Regions from separate parts of the Sus scrofa genome. Here region 1 is linked to region 2. Evidence: chromatin contacts called from public HiChIP or PLAC-seq data. All regions are on one chromosome and are shown on one strand. Each heading gives the region's core, a stretch centred on a gene start, on an enhancer-like site or on the middle of the called end of the contact. The rest is flanking DNA. Distances are from core to core; before and after follow the strand shown.

Evidence for each region. HiChIP or PLAC-seq counts read pairs in DNA pulled down with a chosen protein or histone mark.
Region 1: a contact with region 2 is called in an H3K27ac HiChIP or PLAC-seq map of alveolar macrophages. The contact joins the enhancer-like site here to the promoter of SRPK1 in region 2. A contact is called at or near these places in 1 of 5 promoter capture datasets (liver), 6 of 47 Hi-C or Micro-C datasets (adipocytes, blood, embryonic fibroblasts and 1 more) and 1 of 2 datasets of contacts at active chromatin or transcription factors (alveolar macrophages).

What each region holds. Positions count from the first base shown.
Region 1 is chr7:31,744,027-31,746,914 of Sscrofa11.1, forward strand. All of the region lies in intron 11 of SLC26A8 (testis anion transporter 1), which reads right to left. Among named protein-coding and RNA genes, the nearest start is that of SRPK1, 44 kb to the left of the region's middle. Within about 2 kb of position 1,270, at least 1 of the 83 cell types and tissues checked has an H3K27ac peak or open chromatin away from gene starts, as enhancers often do. A contact at or near this core is called in alveolar macrophages, where this site is marked.
Region 2 is chr7:31,699,758-31,702,625 of Sscrofa11.1, forward strand. It overlaps SRPK1 (SRSF protein kinase 1), which reads right to left and starts at 1,548. Exons shown (of 16, transcript NM_001144113.1): 1 at 1,208-1,548; 2 at 619-679. The coding sequence starts at 1,220.

The sequences.
Region 1 (2,888 bases), core at 20-2,519, 44 kb after region 2:
CCGCTATGACTCTACCTTCTTTCTGGGGGTTCAGGGCAATGTGAGTTCCTGTAAACCACAGGCACTGTCAACATGCAGACTCTCAGACACCAACTGCTCCACAAGTAGTGGAGAGTAGATAACCAAGCACCAGCAGGGGCACTAGGAACCTGGGTAGAAGCTCTGATTTTTGAACATCTTAAGTGACAGGCACTATGATGGGCCCTATTATCATCCAGTTTAATTCTCACAACTGAAAGGTTATCCTGTGGCACAGCAGGTTTTAAGGATTAGGTGTTGTCTCTGCAGCAGCTTGGGTTGCTGCTGAGGCACAGACTCAATCACCAGCCTGGCGAAGTGGGTTAAAGATCTGCCATTGCTGTGGCATAGGTCACAGCTGCAGCTCAGATTCAATCCCTAGCCTGGGAACTTCCATATGCCACAGGTGTGGCCAAAAAAAAGAGGTTATCCTTATACCCATTTTACAGATGAGTACTAGAGCCTCAGAAAGTGAAAGTAACCTGCTCAAGGTCACATCTAGGAACCACTGAGTCAGGTTTAAATCCACTTGACTGGTTGACTCCAAAATCCAGGCTCTCTCTACTGCCCTATCTACTTCCTTTAAAAAGAACACAACTCATTTCTTTCTTTTAGTTTTTATTTTTTGGGCCATGCCAGGCCGGAAATCGAACATTCCCAGGGCGGAAATCGAACTGCGCCACAGCAGTGATCTGAGGCATGGCAGTGACAACACCAGATCTTTAACCTGCTGAGCTACCAGGGAACTCCTCTTTCTTTTATAATTTATTTATTCTCTTTTCTTTCCTATTTATTTATTTATGTCTTTTTAGGGCCATGCCTGCAGCTAGGGGTCCAATCACAGCTGTAGCCACCAGCCTACACCTCAGTCACAGTAATGCAGGATTCAAGCCGAGTCTTTGACCTTCACTACAGCTCATGACACCGCTGGATTGTTAACCCACTGAGTGAGGCCAGGGATTGAACCCGCATCCTCATGGATGCTAGTCAGGTTAGTTAACCACTGAGTGACAATGGGAACTCCTCTCTCTCTGTCTTTTTTTTTTTTTTTTTTTTTAATAATAACTTGTTTTGGGAGTTCCCGTCGTGGGAAATAGCAAAAGAAATAGCAAAAAGACCAAAAAAAAAAAAAATTACAATAATAATAACTCGTTTTGTTTTGTTTTGTTTTGATGGCTGCACCCATGGCATATGGAAGTTCCCAGGCTAGGGGTCAAACAAGAATTGCAGCTCCAGAGCTACACCACAGTCACAGCAACACCAGATCTGAGTCATATCTGTGACCTATGCCACAGCTTGTGGCAATGCCGTATCCTTAACCCACTGAATGAAGCCAGGGGAACTCCCAACCTTGTGTATCTTTTCTCCCCAGATTTGTCAAGCTTATATACTAAATAAAGTATGTTGTCAAAAGTTAGTGGGAACTAGTGTCTGGAATAGTTCTTATCACATTTCTTCTTACCACAAAAATCACATTTTGATTTCAGAGTTTCTTCACACTTGCATAGAACATCTTTCTTTTAATATAGCTCATCTTCCTTCTTTTTGCCACATAGTACAAAAGAGCTACATCTTAAAAGTCAAAGAGTGTCTGGCAGAAGCTCTATGACAACAAAACTCAGTTCACATAAAATGATACGATATGGTCTTACTCTAGACCCATGGTCTTACTCTAGACCCATGCTCTCACCCTGCCTAATATTCTGACCTCTATTAGCTCTCGCCTAATGTATTTCACTTATATTTACCCAGGAGTTTTAACACCTTATCTTTCCGTATTCAAGTTTTTGTTTGTTTGTTTTTTAAGGGCCATCCTAGAAGTATATGAAGTTCCCAGGCCAGGGGGCGACATCAGAGCTGTAGCTGCTGGCCTACACCACAGCCACAGCAACTCCAGATCCTATCTACACTGCAGCTCACGGCAACACCGGATCCTTAACCTACTGAGCAGTCATTACTGCTGAGCCAAGATGGGAACGCCTCAAGTTTTTTTTACACATTTTCTAAAATTTTCTTTTTCATCATGGTCTATCCCAGGAGATTGGATATAGTTCCCTGTGCTATATAGCAGGACCTCACTGCTTATTCATTCTAAATGTAATAGTTTGCATCTACTAACCCCAAACTCCCAGTCCCTCCCAGTCCCTCCTCCCTCCCTTCTTCATTCAAGTTTAGTGTCCATTCTTCTGACACTTTACTGTTTTTTTGTTTGTTTGTTTGTTTTGCTGCACCCATTGGCCAGGGATCAAGCTAGAGCCACAGCAGTGGCAATGCTGGATCCTTAACCTCTAGGCCCCCAGGGAATTCCATGACACTTTACTTTCCATGTTTTTTGTTTGTTCGTTTTGTCTTTTGTCCTTTTAGGGCCGCACCTGAGGCATATAGAGGTTTCTAGGCTAGGGGTCTAACTGGAGCTGTTGCTGCCAGCCACAGCCACGACCACAGCATTGCCAGATCTGAGCCACGTCTGCGACCTACACCACAGCTCAGGGCAATGCCAGATCCTTAGCCCACTGAGCAAGGCCAGATATTGAACCCAAAACCTCATGGTTCCTAGTTAGATTCGTTTCCGCTGCACCATAACGGGAACTCTTACTTTCTGTTTTTGATTTTTTTTTTTTTAATTTTGCTTTTTAGGGCTGAACCTGGAGCATATGGAAGTTCCCAGGCTAGGGGTCGATTCAGAGCTACAGATGCCGGCCTACACCACAGCCACAGCAATACCAGATCCAAGCTGCATCTGCAAGCTACACCACAGCTAAGGGCAATGCCGGATCCTTAGCCCACTGAGCAAGGCCAGGGATTGAACACAAGTCCTCATGGGTACTAGTTGGGTTCATTATCACTGAGCCATGACGGGAACTCCCGAC
Region 2 (2,868 bases), core at 298-2,797:
ATGCCCACTACAGAAGGTATGTGCATTCAGGGCGAGGACTTGAGGTTCAGGAAGAAGAGACCCAGTGGTCTGCCTGCACTCGGCAAGGAAAGCGATGCGCCTGGCAGGCTCAGCAAGTTGCCTGACCCGAGGGGAAGCTCCATGCCCTCTCCTATAAAAAGCAGACCAAATTACGGAACATTCATTCACGAATTCCCTGACTGCCTAACCTCAGATGTAGCAGGCAAGTGAAGACGCTGGGAAGCAGGTGTGGAAAAGGGAGCAGAGTTCACAAGCTGATAATGATCTACCACCTCCGTGGGGAGGCCCAAATTCGGGGATCTTGGGCCTCCTCTCTGGCGTTGGGAAGGTAAATGGACAGGTCGGGCTCTGGTCCTCCCCCAAAAGCCCTTTCCTGCAGGCGTGGGGCTGCTCAGACCCAGACCTGGCCTTCAGCAACAGAAGCTCCGTTCCACATGGTTGGGGGGGGGGGCGACCCTCCTTCAGCCGCCTCGAGGCCATGTGGCTGGGGCCGCAGGGTCCCCACACCCGCTGCATGTTCAAGGCGTGAAACCGGAGGAGAAGAGGTGCCGGAGGGGGGGGGACCCAAAGAATGGGACGTTGGGGTTCGAGACTCACTTCCTTTGGGCTTTGTCCTTCTTGGCCTTGGTCCTTTTCTTTCGGGCCTGGAGCGCAAGCACTGCAGGAGAGAGGGATGGATGAAGGGCGAGTGGGGAGGAAAGGAGGCGGCCAAGGTAAGGGTGGAGACCCAGCTGGGGCTCGAGGCCCGGATGCGGGGCCTGCCTGAGGATCAGCTCCGGGGCGAGTGCCGCGAAGTCGGCCGGGCGGCCGCTCAGGGGGCTGGGGGCCCACCCCGCGCAGAGAAGCGTCCAGGCGAGGCGCGCCCGAGGGGGCTCGGGCCGTGTCAAGGGGCTGGCTGGCGGGGGTCGGCCTCGGTCGCCGAGGGCCGGGCCCTGGAGTGGCCGCGAGGCGTGGGCCGGCGGGGCAAGGAACAAGGGGCGATGCCTGCCGGCGCGGAAGGACGCCCGGGCTGAGGGGCGCGGACCCGCAGCCCAAAGGCGGGGGTTGCGGGGCGGCGCCACCTCGGCGGAGGACCGCCGCACACCCGGGGACCGGACGGCGGCGGTTAGGCCAAATTCCCGGCGTTGACCCGGGCCTCGCCCCGGCGGCCGCTGCCCCTCGTGGCGGAGGCCGCTCCACCGCTCACCTTTCCGCTCCATGGCGAGACCGGTAACCGCCAGGCGCCTGCGCACTGGAGTGGCGGTGACTCCCGCTCCCGCCGCGGCCCCAAACCAAGCCCGCGCACACCCCGCCCCCCAGTTCCCGCCCCGCCCCCGCCCACGACGGCGCGCGCCTGCGCGTTGAGCGCGGAGCCTACCACCTGCTCCCGAGACGGGGGGGGGGGCGTAGAGAATAGGGGAGGAAGGGGAGGAAAGAACGCCTCGGGTGAATGTTCCCGGGGTGTTTGAGAACCAAACTTGGAAGCTTGGGAAGATCAGCTTTGTTCTATTTTCGAGCGGTTGCTTCTGAGGAATGGCGAAGAGCGTGGCCATTGAGGGTTCCCTGCGTGCTGAGTCAGAGCTCCGCAGCCAACTGTAAACTGCCTCCGTTTCCTGGTCTGTAAAATGGAATAGTCCCAGGTGTGTCCTAGTTAGTCCAGAGAGTTCTTCTGAGGGCCAAATGAGATACTATATTAAGAAAATGGGTGTATATGTACATGTATGGCTGATTCACTTTGCTGTACACCTGAAACTAACACAGCATTGTAAGTCGCCTATACACCAATAAAATTTATTAAAAAAATTTTTTTGGAGTTCCCGAGGTGGCTCAGTGGTTAAGGAATCCGCCTAGGAACCATGAGCTTTCGGTTAGATCCATGACCTTGCTCAGTGGGTTAAGGATCCGGCGTTGCCCTGAACTGTGGTGTAGGTCGCAGATGCGGCTGGGATCTGGCGTTGCTGTGGCTGTGGCGTAGGCTGGCGGCTACAGTTCCTATCCCTAGCCTGGGAACCTCCATATGCCGTGGGTGTGGCCCTAGAAAAGACGGGAAAAAAAATGGGAGAAAGAAAAGGAAGTGGGAGCAACACACAAAAAAAGACTGGAAGGAACCTGTGATGTTATCGTATCAAAAAAAAAAAAGTCGAAAAGTGAGTTTTCTTTTAAAATTTCAGGTTTAAATGAAGGTATTAAAGGAAGCGGGAGAATAAAAACTTATAGTGTTTTCTTAATTTAGCACTTCATCATCTTTCCACAGATAAATGCACTTGTCTTTTTTTAAAGAATATTTTTATACTTTTCTAAGTGCATTATCTTTGATAATACATTTGATGTTCATGACAGCTTAAAGGCAAGATAGTTATTACTTCCACTGTAGAAACAAAAACTTGGAGGCGATATGTACTCAGAATTTTGGTGTCCTGAAGCATTGATTGAATTATCAAATCCTTGTTGTAAAGTAGTATTAACAAAGTTTTTCTGTAAGGGGCCATATAGTAAATATTAAAGCTTGTGGGTCGTAAAGTTTCTTAGCAATTCAGCTCTGCAAGTGGAACTCAGAAGCTGTCAGTGTTCTCCGAATACCTTATTTATTATCCTTGAAATTTGAATTTCATGTAATTTTCATGAATCATCAACTATTCTTCTGTTGATCTTTTTTTTTTTTTTTTTTTTTTGCATTTCTTGAGCCGCTCCCGCGGCATATGGAGGTTCCCAGGCTAGGGGTCAAACAGGAGCTGTAGCCACCAGCCTATGCCAGAGCCACAGCAACGCAGGATCTGAGCCGCGTCTGCAACCTACACCACAGCTCATGGCAACGCCGGATCGTTAATCCACTGAGCAAGGGCAGGGACCGAACCCGCAACCTCATGG